2 separate regions of the Hordeum vulgare genome follow, and region 1 is linked to region 2. Evidence: chromatin contacts called from public Hi-C data. All regions are on one chromosome and are shown on one strand. Each heading gives the region's core, a stretch centred on a gene start, on an enhancer-like site or on the middle of the called end of the contact. The rest is flanking DNA. Distances are from core to core; before and after follow the strand shown. Region 1 holds the start of LOC123445012 (UDP-N-acetylglucosamine--peptide N-acetylglucosaminyltransferase 110 kDa subunit). Region 2 holds the start of LOC123445009 (protein NUCLEAR FUSION DEFECTIVE 4-like).

Evidence for each region. A called contact is a pair of places that touch in the nucleus more often than the background predicts.
Region 1: a contact with region 2 is called in a Hi-C map of leaf, with 3 times the contacts expected there. The contact joins the promoter of LOC123445012 here to the promoter of LOC123445009 in region 2. A contact is called at or near these places in 2 of 6 Hi-C or Micro-C datasets (leaf and seedling).

What each region holds. Positions count from the first base shown.
Region 1 is chr3H:556,609,819-556,617,337 of MorexV3_pseudomolecules_assembly, forward strand. LOC123445012 (UDP-N-acetylglucosamine--peptide N-acetylglucosaminyltransferase 110 kDa subunit) reads left to right here and starts at 6,122. Exons shown (of 12, transcript XM_045121926.1): 1 at 6,122-6,456; 2 at 6,876-6,949; 3 at 7,021-7,085; 4 at 7,274-7,366; 5 at 7,444-7,519. The coding sequence starts at 6,269.
Region 2 is chr3H:556,059,962-556,067,494 of MorexV3_pseudomolecules_assembly, forward strand. LOC123445009 (protein NUCLEAR FUSION DEFECTIVE 4-like) reads left to right here and starts at 5,375. Exons shown (of 2, transcript XM_045121923.1): 1 at 5,375-6,597; 2 at 6,879-7,533. The coding sequence starts at 5,462. The coding sequence ends at 7,362.

The DNA.
Region 1 (7,519 bases), core at 4,872-7,371, 550 kb after region 2:
AGATGTTGTTAGGTTTTAGTGTCTAGTCGGTATAGAAATTTTGAGATATGAATTTTGACCATTTTTGCAAAAAAGGAAAAAAATAAACGGACATAACTTTTGCATACGACGTCCAAAAAAAATTAATATATCAAAAAAACTAGAAAAAATTGGTACTCGATTTCACCCGGGCTTGCCCGGTGAAGTTTTCTCACATGCTCAAATTTCCAAATGGAAAAAAAGTTATTTCAAAAAGAAGTTTTTTCCAAAAAAAAAGAAAAATAATTTTATTTAAAAATATTAGGTTGTTTTCATTGAAATTCACTATTATTGTTACTTATTAAGTTTTTTTTAATAATTGTTTGTAATTCAAAAAATTAAATAATGTGACATGACATCAAGACCCAAGTTGTTTAGGATTGATAGCTTACTATTGTCAGAAAAACAACAAGTGCACACTTGGCAACTAGGGGCGATAGAACCAGAAAGTTAAGCGTGCTCGGGCTGAAGCACCGGGAAGTTAGACGATTTGAAATGAGTGATCCACGCTAGCGCAGTGAGGATGGGTGATTAGAGATTAAATTGTCAAATAATTCAAAGATTAGAAAATTGGAATAAAACATAAAAAATATTCAAAAATAAAATTAAAAAAAATCTACAAGTACTCCCTCCGAGGCGGTCACGTGGAGCACCTTTGGTCCCGGCTTGAAACAGGGCCGGGACTAAAGGCCCTGTCCCCACTAGTGCGTATTTACCGGGATTTGCAACATCTGTATTGATTTTTATGCAGCCTGGGCGCCAACCGTGACGTGGCAAAAAAGAAACTTGCTCTCTAGGTAGCTCTAGACTTGCAAGTGATTCACTGATAAGACGAAGTGAGATCATTGGATTAGACTTCTCCTTTTCATGCGTATGACAGTTTCTGAAGTGCCATATGGACCAGATTTCTAGGACTATCTTTGCTCCAAAAAGTGTGGGCCCCAAAGTATATCTCTTCCACAGATCCAAGGGGAAAATTGAGAATAGATTTGTGTCCGGACGCCCGTGACGCCGGAAGCCTTGATGCTCAGATTCATTCTATCTCTTGCGCAAAAGGCGAGTTATAATCACCAAGTGATCAGCTTGGTAAGCTATGAACAAACATTGCAATAAAAAAAGGCGGATTATAATCGCATTGTTATTAACTCTGATAATTTAAAGGTAATTAACATCATGAAGAATGAAGTTCGATCTGTGGGAGCAGGAGCGGTATTTTTCAACATTGTTATTATATTGCTTGACTTTTTTATCACTAGTTTCGAACATTGTAATAAAAAGGCCAATAGGGTTGCTTCTAAGCTGACTAGGTGGCTAGATTTTCTTTGATTTTTTATTGGGTTGAGGAGCCTTGGGTGAAATTTTACCTTTTCTAATAAACGATGTAACAATTATCTCGAATGAATAAAGTCATGTGTTTTGTCTTTTAAAAAAATGTATATCTCGCATCCAAGTTTTGGGGTGAAGCCGAGGTTGACGAAAATCAAACCAAAGTTGAGCTTCATCCCAAAAACTTCTTTGCTTGTGAGCAGTGGATCCGTGTATGCATGCTATGCTCTTCCTTTGTCATGCAAATCTGACAAAGATTATCATCTTTATATATGCGTTTTCAATGAAGCGAGTGCTCATTAGGAAATATTTCCTTCAACACCTCCACCCAAAAAACCATATTGAGCATTCCCGGACAATTTATCATACTGTGAGGTTCTTGTAGCCTTCCCTTCCACTAGAACTAATTGCTCTTTCTGAATCATCAAAGTACAACACGCAAATTTTATAGTGCAAATGTCCGACTTCTCATAAGCCCAAGCTAGACTATCCTCCCCGCGGTCATTTCACAAAGGTATATTGAGTATTGCATCAAACTCTAGATTCATGAATACATCTCGGACACATATCTCTTTCAAGTCCAATTATCTGTGTCAATTAGCTCGCTCACATGTTTAGTCATCATATTGCTGGCTTGAGCATAGGTGTCATAGATATAGTTACAGGAATCCAATTACCGTCCCAAATGAAAATAGGGGATCCATCTCCAACCCGGTTAATCATCCCAGATCAAAGGGCCTCCGGCCCAGCAAGAGTAGCCCATCAAATCGCCAAGGAAGATGACAAGGCATCTGCATGCATGAAATCCGTGTTGGGAAAATACCTTCCTTTCATCACCCTAGCACATAGACTCAGGATTTATAATAAATCTCCAACCGTGTTTACCAAGTAGAGCCATATTAAAAACTATAGATCGCGGAAGACCATGCCGCCTTTCACTTTTGGTGTTCCAAGCTTGTCCCATGCTAACTAGTGTAAAGATCAGTTGTTTAGGGAACTTGATCACCATTCCTTCGCCATGCATGACAAACATTTTGAACAAACTTTCATGGTCAAGAGGAAAAATCTCATATTGTGTGTTGGCATAGACTAAATGCCCAATTTCACCATATCTCATTTCCAGCACATTCTAAATTTCTCTCTAACCATCCTTAGATCTTACCATGAATTCTCTCGTGGACATAATCAAACATTTCACTTGTAATTCTTCCTTCTATCATAAGAAGTCCAAGGTACAACCCATTGAATGCCTCATTGCTTATACCAAGCATCTGCTCCTGTGTTTGGACTGGAAAAATAGTGCTCTTATTGAGTAGACCTATAGGATCAATCCCGAACATTCAACATAGACCTAGAGGATCTCATTGAGTAGCACTCTACATATTAGGACTAATGAAAAATAAGGCTATCGAGAAAATGATTGAGCCAAGGATCCCTCGGGTTCACTTGATTCCCCTATCCAGACAATTACCTTCAAAAGGAAGTAAATCCATGTGTGTTGGACATGGAATATCCTTGTCATAATCCCAGGGATGAGGTAAAAAAGGTAGCTCATTGTTCACTCTCAATGCTAAACTGACTGAGGAAACACATTTCATGATCAGACGCGCAATATTTGCTCTGAAATCTAACTTTGATAGGATAGGCTTCAAATCAAGCCCCTTTACACTATCATATCATTTCATCATGTCAAGTTTCACTTCACTACAAAAAATAATCCCCTTTATCTGCCTTGTCATCGCATGTATACTTTAAAAGGAACAACCACCATGTTTGTTATTAGACAGTCGGGAATAAACACACTTTGCCAGCACAAGATTGATTTGTAATGTGATATACAAATGGGTGACTAGCTTGAAAAGAAAATCAAACATCATTTGGGGAAAGGGAAATACATCATTAGGTGTGAAAGGCGTGCCAGTCTAGTCGCACAAATTGCACACATCAATGTGTGTCCATCCCCGCGAGTGCAACCTTCCAGCCATCTAAAGACAGGTTTGCAACAAGATCCAAGTGAAAAATAAAGGCCCCCCCATTGTAACCTTCCAAGTGTGTTGAAGGTGCGGCTTCTTATCCTCCCCCCCCAAATTGTTTGACCTAGCAGAGTAAGTCTCGTCGGAAGGTCAAAGTCCAGGTGATCATATCCCTCTTATCATGTCTATGCACTACTTTCAAATTGTCCCACATAGTTATGAATTGGTCCATAGTTGCGTATATTTTTCAATTCTTTGAAGGTCCATCGTCCATATATCAACAGTCATTTGCATCCATAACTTTTAGGGTTTTTTAGCAAGTAGGTAGATAATGATGGCAATGCCCCTTGGCGTCACTGTTGAGCCGACAATATTTCCAAAAGGAAGCCATGTTTCCTTGTCCTAATGTGGTTTGGGAGTAGGCCACAAACAAATGCCTGACATGGTCATTGCATGGACTTGCCATCCTCTTCTAAGATTTATCATAGTTGTACCAATTGTGACGTTCCCATTATAACCTAAATGGAAAAGAATAATATATCCATGACTTTCCTATCTAGTGGACACCACTAACCACATAGTATAATTAGAGGGCTCATATCACCAGGAATTTCCTTGATCAATGGAGGTTAAGGTTAAAAATTCCTCTTACCTCCACGGATGGACCTTCAAAGAACTGAAAAATATAAGCAAGGATTCAAGAAAACCATGGCTTCATCATTAGCCGGAAGTAACAGACGCATGATGGTACAAAGCTCTCCAAAGTTGTTTTGGAACGGAGCCCCGGATAGGATAATTAGCTTTTTGGTACGAAGTTCAGCAAGAGTCTTCCGAATATCGCTATTTGAAAGGCCTTTGCTGAACTTCGTACCAAAAAACGAATTATCCTATCAAGAACTATGTTCCAAAACAACTTTGAAGATCTTCGTACCATCACGCACTTGTTACTTCTCGCTAATGATGAAGCCATGAATTTCTTCAATACTTTAACACAAGACAACGTGACATATAGAAGCAAGCTAGGGTACGTAGATGAGATAAAAAAAATTTGGATCAGCTTGTGCACATCCATAATGGGGGCATTAATTCATGATAAATCCTTTATTAAAGGACTAAGAGAATCTATTGTCTACATACATATACTAATTAATCGGACAATAGGATTAGGATATGGTGGTTGTTTTGCTAAACAGATCCAAAATATATGGGGGGGGGGGAGGCTCGGGGAGGGGCGCTCGCTAAGTAGTGACTCCCGCAACAACCTAGTTCCCAAACAAAACCCCAATACCCGAAGGTCCATGGCAGGCCTATGTATGTTTGATTTGCCCCCCAACAAAGAAATAGCAAGTCCACTAAAAAATACGGCAACAAAAGGAAAAAAGAATGTAGTTCTACAAAAAACTAAGAAACATAATATAAGCATTTTCTAAGTTGTTCTAAAACAGTATTTTGCCAGCTTAATTACCTTGACCGAATGCTATTTATTTTCCTGAAATACCCTATGGGTACTAAAGAAAACTAAGAAATGGACTATATTGGATTCACGGTGTAAGCAAAATGAATGAATCTACATTCTAAATTATGTCTATAAGGTTACTTTATCCTAAATTCATTTTCTTCTGTTTCACTAAATTTGCTGGGAATTTATCAGTGGCTGCAATAGTAAAAAATAGTATGAAAATAAATTTCCCGGTGGATCTAATAATATCGATTCTATTGTGTAGGTGTTAATAGTTTTTCTATAAACTTTGTAAAGAAAAAACTTTCTTAAGTTATAAAAATAATGGAGAGAGTATATATTCACCCGCAAAAAAATAACAGATAGAGTATATAAATACTTCGAGGTCAGTGCAAGGTCATTTCCTGGAAGCATCCAATACTGCGAGGTCAGTGCTATTCCGATGAGAGACCGCTAGTGCTGTGATGATCTAGTTCCAGTCTTGCACGAGATGGTTGTCGATGAGTCGGATGCAGCAGCGCCGGCTGTCGCGGCGAGTGGGGTTGCAGCAGTAGTGAACGGTGGCGCGTCGTATGTAGCAACGTCAGAAATTGTGACGAGGGGGTCGCAACATCGATGAATGGCGGTGATCTAGATGTAGCAACGTCGGCGACGATGCTCTACGACTCCGACGATGCTGCGATAGAGGGGTGGAGGCGTTGCTGCGAACCACTGTCGCGGTGGCGCATGAGTTGCTACAAAGGGAGCGGCGTTATGGCTAGGCTGCGGGAGTTGCTACAAAAGACATGCACGGTTGATGACAGCTGGGACAGGAAGACCAGTGATACGCGAGGTGCTCTGCATTGTGTGACGTGCGGATGACGAGATCAAATGGCCAGCACTGCACATCTAACGACTGTCACCGCGGCTGTTGTTTTAATTCGCTACAGTCGGATGACGCCTAACACAACCCATTAAAAATATAGTAAGCTTAGTGTTATAGAGGATTAAAATAGTTGAGTTAAAAATTATTGATCCGGTCAAAATTGATGACCCAATTCCAAATCGATGACCTTAGTTCAACGAGAGGCCTCTAATTTTAAGGGGGTCAGTGATATAGTATAGTATATGACATTTGCACAAGTCATGGCAGAAAAAACAATCTCGATACTTCAAAAGTTTTATTTTCGAAGGCATTTTGAAGTGCTGATTTTTTTTTCTTTTGTTCACGATTTATACAAATATCATTTCACGATGAAATTTTAGAAGCACCGAAAGTCCTCAAAGAGTAGCTGGGCCTGCGTGCCTCAGTGCGGTCCATCAAAGATAGAGGTCGTAACAGTCTCACTCGGCCCACTGTACGCAGTCCACGGCGACGTACCACCGCAGACCCGGCCTCACACTCCCATCGACCCGCAGGCGAGGAGGACATCTCGTCGCTACTGTCCCCGGCAGCGCATCCGCAAGCCCCAGGCCGGTGCTCGCCCCCTCGCCGGAGACACGGGTGGAGACGATGCTGGAGGCCAAGCCTCCTCCGCCGCAGAGGGCGATGATGCTCGCCGACCTCAACGTCGACCCGCCGGAGAGCGACGGCGAGGATCGCCCACCAACCCCCAAACCCAATCCCGCCGCCGCCGCCGCCGCCGCCGCCGTAGCAGCCGCCGCCGCTGCTCCGGTGGTCGCCGTCGACTCCTCCACTAGGTACGAGCATAAAGTTCGAATTCGATCTGACTGTGCCGGACTGCTTCTACTCGTGGGTTCATGGCCCCTGCAAATAGTTTCGAATTGGGCATTCTTCCTCGCGCACTCCCAGTCGTCACCTCGTAGGTCATAACCCTAGGATGCGCTCTCTTTTATTTTTTGCGTGGGAGGGTGATCCTGCCATAGCATTGGACACTCTAGTGAATTGTGCTAAATCCAGCACAATCCCTGTGCATGGACTGCTAGATTTACTGCACATGCTCATCCAACGAAGTTCGAAGCTTGCTTGCCAGTCTTTTAGAATTAGCACACATCTCTTCAGCACCACATGACCTTTATTTTCGCTTGCCCGGTAGTTTCCTGGTTTTCTATTGTGTGCTTAGGCCTTAGGCATTGATAGTTTATATATTTACTTGCAGGAGTTGCAACGAGGAGGGTAGTTTGGCAAAAAACACGACCGCGGCGAAGGAGCCTGATACTGTTGAATGCGAAGGTGAGACATGCTAAGCAGTGGAAGGGAAATTTTTTGTAGTGAATTGATTACTTATGGTTCTTTGTGAACAGATGTCGAGCAACATTGTCCAGGGGCTTCCGTTTCACGCGAGGAGAAAGTTAGCAGCCTAAAAGCTGTAAGTTATTAGTCCTAATGCCACCGGAGAATGAGCATTCATAGTTCTTTTTTTATATCTCTAATATAAAAAAAGGTGAAACTGTATTTAGACACCATTTAATACTGTATCGACAACGGGGCTGTCATCCCATCACTTTGATGTGTAAGTTGGTGGTTTGGTGGAATCTTCTAATCTTCGTTTTGCAGGCTCTGGTAAATGTCGCCCGGAAGATGCCTAAGAATGCTCATGCCCATTTTATGTTGGGTTTGATGTACCAAAGGCTTGGTCAGCCACAGAAGGTAAATGACCCTTAACTTTGAAAAATTAAACGCTGTAACATATGCATAGAGCTTAATCGGCTCCTGAAATCTGGCAGGCAATAATAGCATATGATAAGTCGTCAGAAATATTGCTACAAGATGAACAAGAAGTGCGGAGGCCTGATTTACTCT
Region 2 (7,533 bases), core at 4,125-6,624:
ATCCGGTTTAAACAACTTGTGCGGCTAACCACTGGCACACAACTCACTTCATGACACAAAATCATACACAATCTATTATCTTTTATAGCTAAGTAACTTAAGTAGACTAAGAAACAGAGCTAAGTAAAGTACGTTAAGAATTTTTATATTGAAAAAGGTCTACCACGGTGGAGTCTTTATATATGTCTACAACAGAACATGATCGTGGGTTACAATTTATATTAGATTTTTCGAATTTTTTAAAAGAATAATGTAAATTTTACTCCATCCAAACCAAAATAAGTGCCATAATTTTGAATTATGATTATTTCAACCTTAATTCAAAATTGCGACACTTATTAATGATCGAAGGGAATAACACAAAAATAATATACATATACATATAAATAAAAGAAATTAGAAAAAAAATGCTCACCTATTGATTTTTGAAAATACATTAAAATAAATTATGAATTATTTGTAAAGTTTTCTAAAACTGTTTGCATATTAAATAATTAATGTACTTATAGAAAATACCGTGTATTTTAAAAAAACATCATATAATTTCAAAATTTACAAGTTTTTAATAAATATTCATGTTTTATCAAAAAGTGGTCATGCTTTAATTTTTTATGTTTTTGAAACGTGTTCATGCATTTTAATAAAGTTTGTGTGCTTTGTAAAAATATGTATTTTTAAATAAGTAAAGATATATGTTTGGTGATCTGAGCCTAGTGTGCCCTCGGACTACAAATTCTCAAATGTTAACAATCCTGAGTAGTCACCAAGATTAACAATCTTCTGTAGCCACCAAATTCCACTGTTTGTATTGGTAGTTCGTTCTGCTGCTATCTCTCAGGTTGTTGTTTCAAAATTCCACGATCCTGATAGTGGCCTTTACATGAGAAAAATAAAATACGAGTTTTTCTTTTGCAAAAATAACGCATCCACGCCCTGTTGTCACTTACATGGGGCCCTACACCACACTAGCATGCCTTGTCATCGTCGCCGGCGTATATAAACATGATTAACATCGTATTTGCATACCAGATCCAAGTTTTTACATCACTTTAATATACATCATAAGTTCTAGCACTAAAGTGACGAATTACACCAAGTTCTGGCATCACGAGTGTGATTGACTCTTTTTTAAAGACTTATATTTATAAACGAAGGGAGTATGACTTTTAGAAAACAAAATATGCACTACAATTTGAAACAGAGGGAGCATTAGCTAAAACGCTCTTTGGAAATCATCTTCATGTCTGTGCATTAAGAGAAAGTCGTGCGGTCTTTTAGGCCATTCTACATGTGCAAAAGCCACACATCCTAGACATACTTTGGATCTACACATGAAAATTGGGGGGGGGGGGGGTGTTAGCTTTGCAGTCCAGTAGCCACCATGTAGAAGAAGATGAAAAACCAAGAGAGTTAAAAGGAATGAGATGATGAAAATTTGAAGAAGGAAGCTTGCTATCAAGTAAAAAGATTTAATTAGCAACGATGTGAAATCCAAACCTGTCACCTTGTCTCCTTCAAATTACGATTCCACCATTTTCTTTGCAATGATGATTCCACCATCCTTGTTGAGATTGTTTCGTTACCATCTTGGTGTACCCCCAAATCTTGTTGCCTTTATTTCAGAAGATCAAATAATGATCTATGTGAGTCTCTAGTTCCCGTCAGAGAGTAACTTGGTGTATCTCATATTTGATATTAGTGAAATAAGTTTTAATTGAATTCAATTTTTGCACTAGTCTAGGGATATTCAACTTTTTTTTTTCAATATTCTTGCTCGAGGTCGCTCGGTATTGCTTCCGCCGTCTATACCATATTGTTGAAACAACGCATATCATTTTATGTCAATGCTACGGGATATGTTTGGTTTGAGCCCAACTTTAGCATTTCGGAGAAGGTTTTTCTTGCCCGTTATTTGTCCACTATTGGCAAGAAATAAGAATGGAAAACTTGGTATGGTCATACCAAAACCTGCCCAACTATATCTAAACGAAAGGACCAACTGTATCTATATTGACACGTAGCACCCCCCACCACCCTTCTCTCTCTCCTTTTCCTTTTTTTATTGTTGCCCCCCACTCGAACCAAGATTTTCATGAAACAAACCTGTAAATTCCGAAGGTACAAAAGACAAGAAATTTTCCAAAAACATAAGTCACCAAATATCGAAGAAACTTGGCAGGAAGCCACCAAAATGCAAAGTCTTCAATAGTTCTGTTTTTTTCTCTTGTTGAGAAAATTCAATAGTTTGGTAGGAAGAGGCCTAGCAGGAAAAGAAATAAAGGCCACTCTGCTATAACCAACAGAGACGAGTAAAAAGGAAACTTTTGGCCCAGCCCACATACCAATTGGGCTGACGAGAATGTTTTAACTTTTAAGCGCGCCGTTTCACCGACAACTGGTCCCTACGACTTCGCCATTAGCGGATGTAATTCGAGGCGGACTTGCCGGAGGGGTGCGGACTTCTCGGCCTGCCCCTGGCCACCGGCAGCCGGGAAAGGGCTTCCGCACCTCCTCGCCGCCACGGCAGCGGCCGGGCGGCGTTCAATATTTCTCCTCCCTGTCCGCAGGCGAGGCCGAGACGGCCGGGCAATTCGTCTCGGCGCCCGCAGATGCACGTTTCACCACTAGCTAGTGGATTCCTCTCGAATTTTTCAAGAGAGCGAGACGCCATTGAGCCCGCCCGCCTGGTCGCGGTCTGCTGTTCAACTATTGTCTTCTCCCACTTGCCCAAGTACACTTCGACCGGATGAGAGACAGGGACGCTACTGAATTCTTGGTGATCGACCTACCGCCGTCTTTCTTTCCACCGTAGAAGAGGACGAGGCAATTGTCTCTTGCCAAACCCCAATTGCTGAAGCTTTAGCCGCATCGAACACAAGCAGGATAGCTCCTTTGTTTGCAGAGAAAGAATGCTCCAAATCATCCGCGGGGCGGCACATTACATTTGCAGTGTGGGGTTTATCAACGGTGTACTCCTGTGTTTTGAGTTTGTGGCCTTGTATAAGGGAATGGAGGGAGTAGTTTCAACAAGAAACCACAACATTCAGAAGATAAACGCCGCATCCGTTAAGACTTGCTTCAAGGACACAAGTGAACAAAGGATCTTCTCAAGGACGGCAACCGGGTCGCCTCGGAGAATGGGCACCGCCAAAATAGTTGAGTGGGGGACTCTGAACCATGACGGCAGTGAGCACCAACAAATAAGTGATGCAGTCTCGTGTCTTGACCGGACCTTTGACATGTGTCGCGTAGAAACCGCAATCCCTTTTCCTGCAAACTTAGTACATTTTTTTTGACTTTGCCTTGGGTGGAACTGCCTTGGAACTTTAGATTTCACACACCTAACTGGCTTCTGAAAGCAGGGCATGTGGTATCTTCACGCCAGCAGAATGTAGATGGTAGGTTGGTTAGGCCCGCATTCATCCCTTTTGAACCAGCCGGTGTTCATCCCTACCAATCTTCCCACTAGTCAGACCGAAACCCTGAATTCTGAATGTTGAGCAGAAGACTACATCACTTTGTCATAAGGTTGCACATGGATCCTTTTTTCCGATTTTCAACCGACTGGATCGCGACACGGCGCTTCAGATGACGGAGCAAGAGCAACCGAATATGCAGTCTCTTTACGAGTCCTATACCATGTGGCTTGTTTCCTCAACTCTGGTATAAGCTTACTGGCTTCGTTTCCATCCATGGCCAGATGAGATCAGCATTTGATCAGGGTGATCTCAGATTCGTGTACGAGTACATGATTTTTGTCGATCCGAACCTGAACCTGGACCTGGATACTGAATGTGATACGCGTGCCAACGGTAGCCTCTGGATATCTGGGAAATCAGGCGCGTTGGGCATGAGTATACGGCTCCATCTGCTCGTCCAGTCCAACACGGTGCCATGCCATCATCATGTATCTACCTGTCGAGCGGGCGACAACGGCAGTTCAGGTTCAGTCAGTCCCAGCTCCAAGTCCTGTCTGAATGCCGAACGGGAGAGAATTCCGTTCCATCTGTTAGGCGCGCCTCAGGTATGGTCAGGCTGCACTCCGTACAGTTCAGGAGAGCTGCCCCCTCCCAGATACCGGCTCTAGCGCCGTATGCCGTGATGTCACCGTTACGCCGTGGGAACGGTGATTAATGGCGGTGATCCGTCTTCGCGCTGAAGCCGGTCCAAGGCATGGGTGGGAGTGCCAGATTCAGACATGGCTGGGAGCATGTACACGCCTCGTCTCTACGGGCCTGACATCACCCTCTGTTGCCTGCAGGTCATGGTGGTTTCATTTTAATGGCGGCAGGGCGGGACGATAGTAACCGCGGCTGTGGGCGTGGCCGGAGAGAGGCCGAGATTTTACCGTACCCGCGGGGGGGCTGATGGGAACGCGGCATTACTGCTTCATGGAAAGAATGGCGATGTTTCCTCGAGGGGGCGAAAGTGACCGCTGGGAGAGAAGGCGCCACGGGCTCCCGGGAGGTTCAATGCATTTGAAAACGGAGGTGAAATCGATCCGAGTGGCGGGAAACGCCTTCGCGTGGACGCCTGGCTGAATCCCCAAGAACCCGTTCTCTGTCGCCTTCCCGTATCTCGCGCGAAACTGAACCCGACTCGTCGTCGAATACAGATTACAGAGAGGAAATGAATCGCGAGAGGAAGGATTCACTTCCCTTTCTGCATGATCCATGCCATGCCATATGTGATGCGTATTCCTTCCCGGCGTCGGGCTCTGGCTTCCGATTCGAACTAGGAAAGTATCGCTGTATATGTATGTATATATGCGTCAGGCCAAGAGGAAAGAAGGCAACCCGCGATTCTGGGAAGCTCCAAGCTCCGCCGACGAACGCCGTCGCCGCAGATCGGTCTCGGCGATCGCGGTGTTTGGTTTCGCTTCTTCAGCTTCCGGGGACGGCGAAATTCATCACCGTGACGTCCATATGAATTGTGATCCCTGCCGTCGTGGCTGCCGGGCAAACCGTAACCAGCTCGGGGTAATCACGGCCAGGAGCTCGATGCAGCCATAGGTCATCCGCCATTAATTACTGGCTAGCCAGACAGGTCAGCCTCGACCGGCACCAGGTGTCTCGCCGCGGCAGCACCGAGAAATCTTGCAAGCAACCGGCTGCGGTCTGAATTCTGATTCCTGAACTCCGTCGGATCGGCGTGACAGTTACACCACCTCGGCCCCCGGCACTGTGTTGTGTTGGCCTAACTGTGTCCGGCTCGCTCGTATCTGAGGCAGCAGCAGCAGCAGCAGCTTGTATCCACGTCGGAACCGGACCCTTAATCGCCGGTGATTTACAGCCACAACCATTCGAGTCGGACAAGGAGTCGCCGGTTGGTTTACCATCTCGGCGGTGCATAAATACCCAGCGCCCACGGCCCATAATAATTATTATTGGAGCTCCAGTGCCAAACACCACCACCAGCACCACCCCAGAGCACGTACCGCTCCCATCTCCTCTCCCCGGAGATGTCGTCGCCTTCCTCGGCCCACTGGCTGAGCCTCGTTGGGACCATCTGGCTGCAGACCATCAACGGCCCCAACTCCGACTTCCCCGTCTACTCGTCGCAGCTCAAGGAGCTCAAGGGCATCTCCCAGGTGCAGCTCAACTTCCTCGCCTTCGCCTCCGACGCCGGCAAGCTCTTCGGCTGGTTCTCCGGGGTGGCCGCGCTCTACGTGCCCCTCCCGCTCGTCGCCTTCGTCGGGGCCTCGTTCGGACTCGTCGGCTATGGCGTCCAGTACCTCTTCCTGGACAGCCCCGCGCTCAAGTGCTGGCACCTGTTCTTGCTCACCGCCCTCGCCGGGAACGGCATCTGCTGGATCAACACCGTTTGCTACCTCCTCTGCATCAAGAACTTCGCGTCCAGGAGCCGCGTCGCCGTCAGCCTCGCCACCAGCTACCTCGGCCTCAGCGCCAAGGTGTACACCAGCCTCGCCGAGACCATGCCCCGCCTGGCCGACTCCAAGGCCAAGACGTACCTCCTTCTCAATGCCGTGGTGCCCATGATCGTCACCGTGTTCGTGGCGCCGGCGCTCAGGCTGTTCGACCTCAAGAGCGACTCCATGTCGAGCACGGACACGGCATTCCTCGTCATGTTCGCCATCACGCTCGCCACGGGTGCGTGCGCCGTGGTCGGCAGCATCGGGTCCACGGCCAGCGGGTTGTCGTCCAGGGAGCACATGGTGAGCCTCAGCGTGCTGCTCGCCGTTCCCATGCTCATCCCGGCGGCGCTCAAGATCCGGGAGAGCATGAACAAGATCTGGGAGGCGAAGCGCGAGAACAGGATCCACGATCTGGGCACCGACGACGCGGTGGTCGTCATCGAGGTGATGGACTTGGAGACCAAGGAGGAAGAGATGGTCGCCGCCGAGGAGGACCCCCAGGAGGAGGTTGGAGGCCTCCAGCTGCTCAAGAAGCCCGACTTCTGGCTCTACTTCTTCAGCTACATGTTCAGCGGCACCCTTGGCCTGGTCTTCCTCAACAACCTGGGGCAGATTGCCGAGTCGCGAGGTCTCGGCCAGACTTCCACCCTGGTCTCCCTGTCGTCTTCCTTCGGCTTCTTCGGTCGCCTCCTTCCGTCCTTCATGGACTACTACTCTGCAAAGTAAGCACTTCACAATTCTTTCCACACACACACACACACACACACACACACACACACACTTGCTTGATTAGATTAGTAGTTTGATTGGTCCCTTGAGATCTTGTTGGAGAGTTTCCCTCCAGGATTCATGCGGTCTTTTTAAATGGGAAACTTGTGGTGGTGACCATCAACATCTTCTAGAGTGGAATCTTGTCTGGTTTCGTCCATGCAATTTTTACTTGTTTCTAGAAACAGAAGGGGAAACAGAATCAGCAGCTAACTGAATTTGTTGGTTTGTGCAGAAGCGGCTACAGCATATCGAGGACGGGGTCGATGGCGTCGCTGATGGCGCCCATGGCGTGCGCCTTCTTCCTGCTGCTGAACCCGGGCAGCGTGTTCCTGTACGCGAGCACGGCCATCATCGGGACGTGCACGGGTGCCATCACGTCGGTGGCGGTGTCGGCGACGAGCGAGCTGTTCGGCGCCAAGAACTTCGGCGTCAACCACAACGTGCTGGTGTCCAACATCCCCGTCGGCTCGCTCTGCTTCGGCTACTTCTCGGCGTTCCTCTACCAGCGGGAGGCCGGCGCGCGGGGCGCCGCCACCTGCTCCGGCGCCAGCTGCTACCGGGCCACCTTCGCCATCTGGGGCGCCACCTGCGTCGTCGGCACGCTGCTCTGCGTCGTCCTCTACGTCCGGTCGCGCAGCTTCGCCGGCAGGCTGCCGGTGAGGTTACAGTGGCTGTCGCGACTGGCTAACCTCGTAGGCGCCGGCCGGAAGGGTTGACGACGGCCGGCCATGGTGCGTGATCGATTGATGATTGACTTAGGAGACACGAAGCATCGATCTGCCACGACGCGATCGATGTAGCTTTTTGTTTTCTTGTTTTTCCATGGATTTTTCTTCGTCTTGACTGATCCGATCCCATGGAGGGGATGCGTACGCAGATCAAGCTCG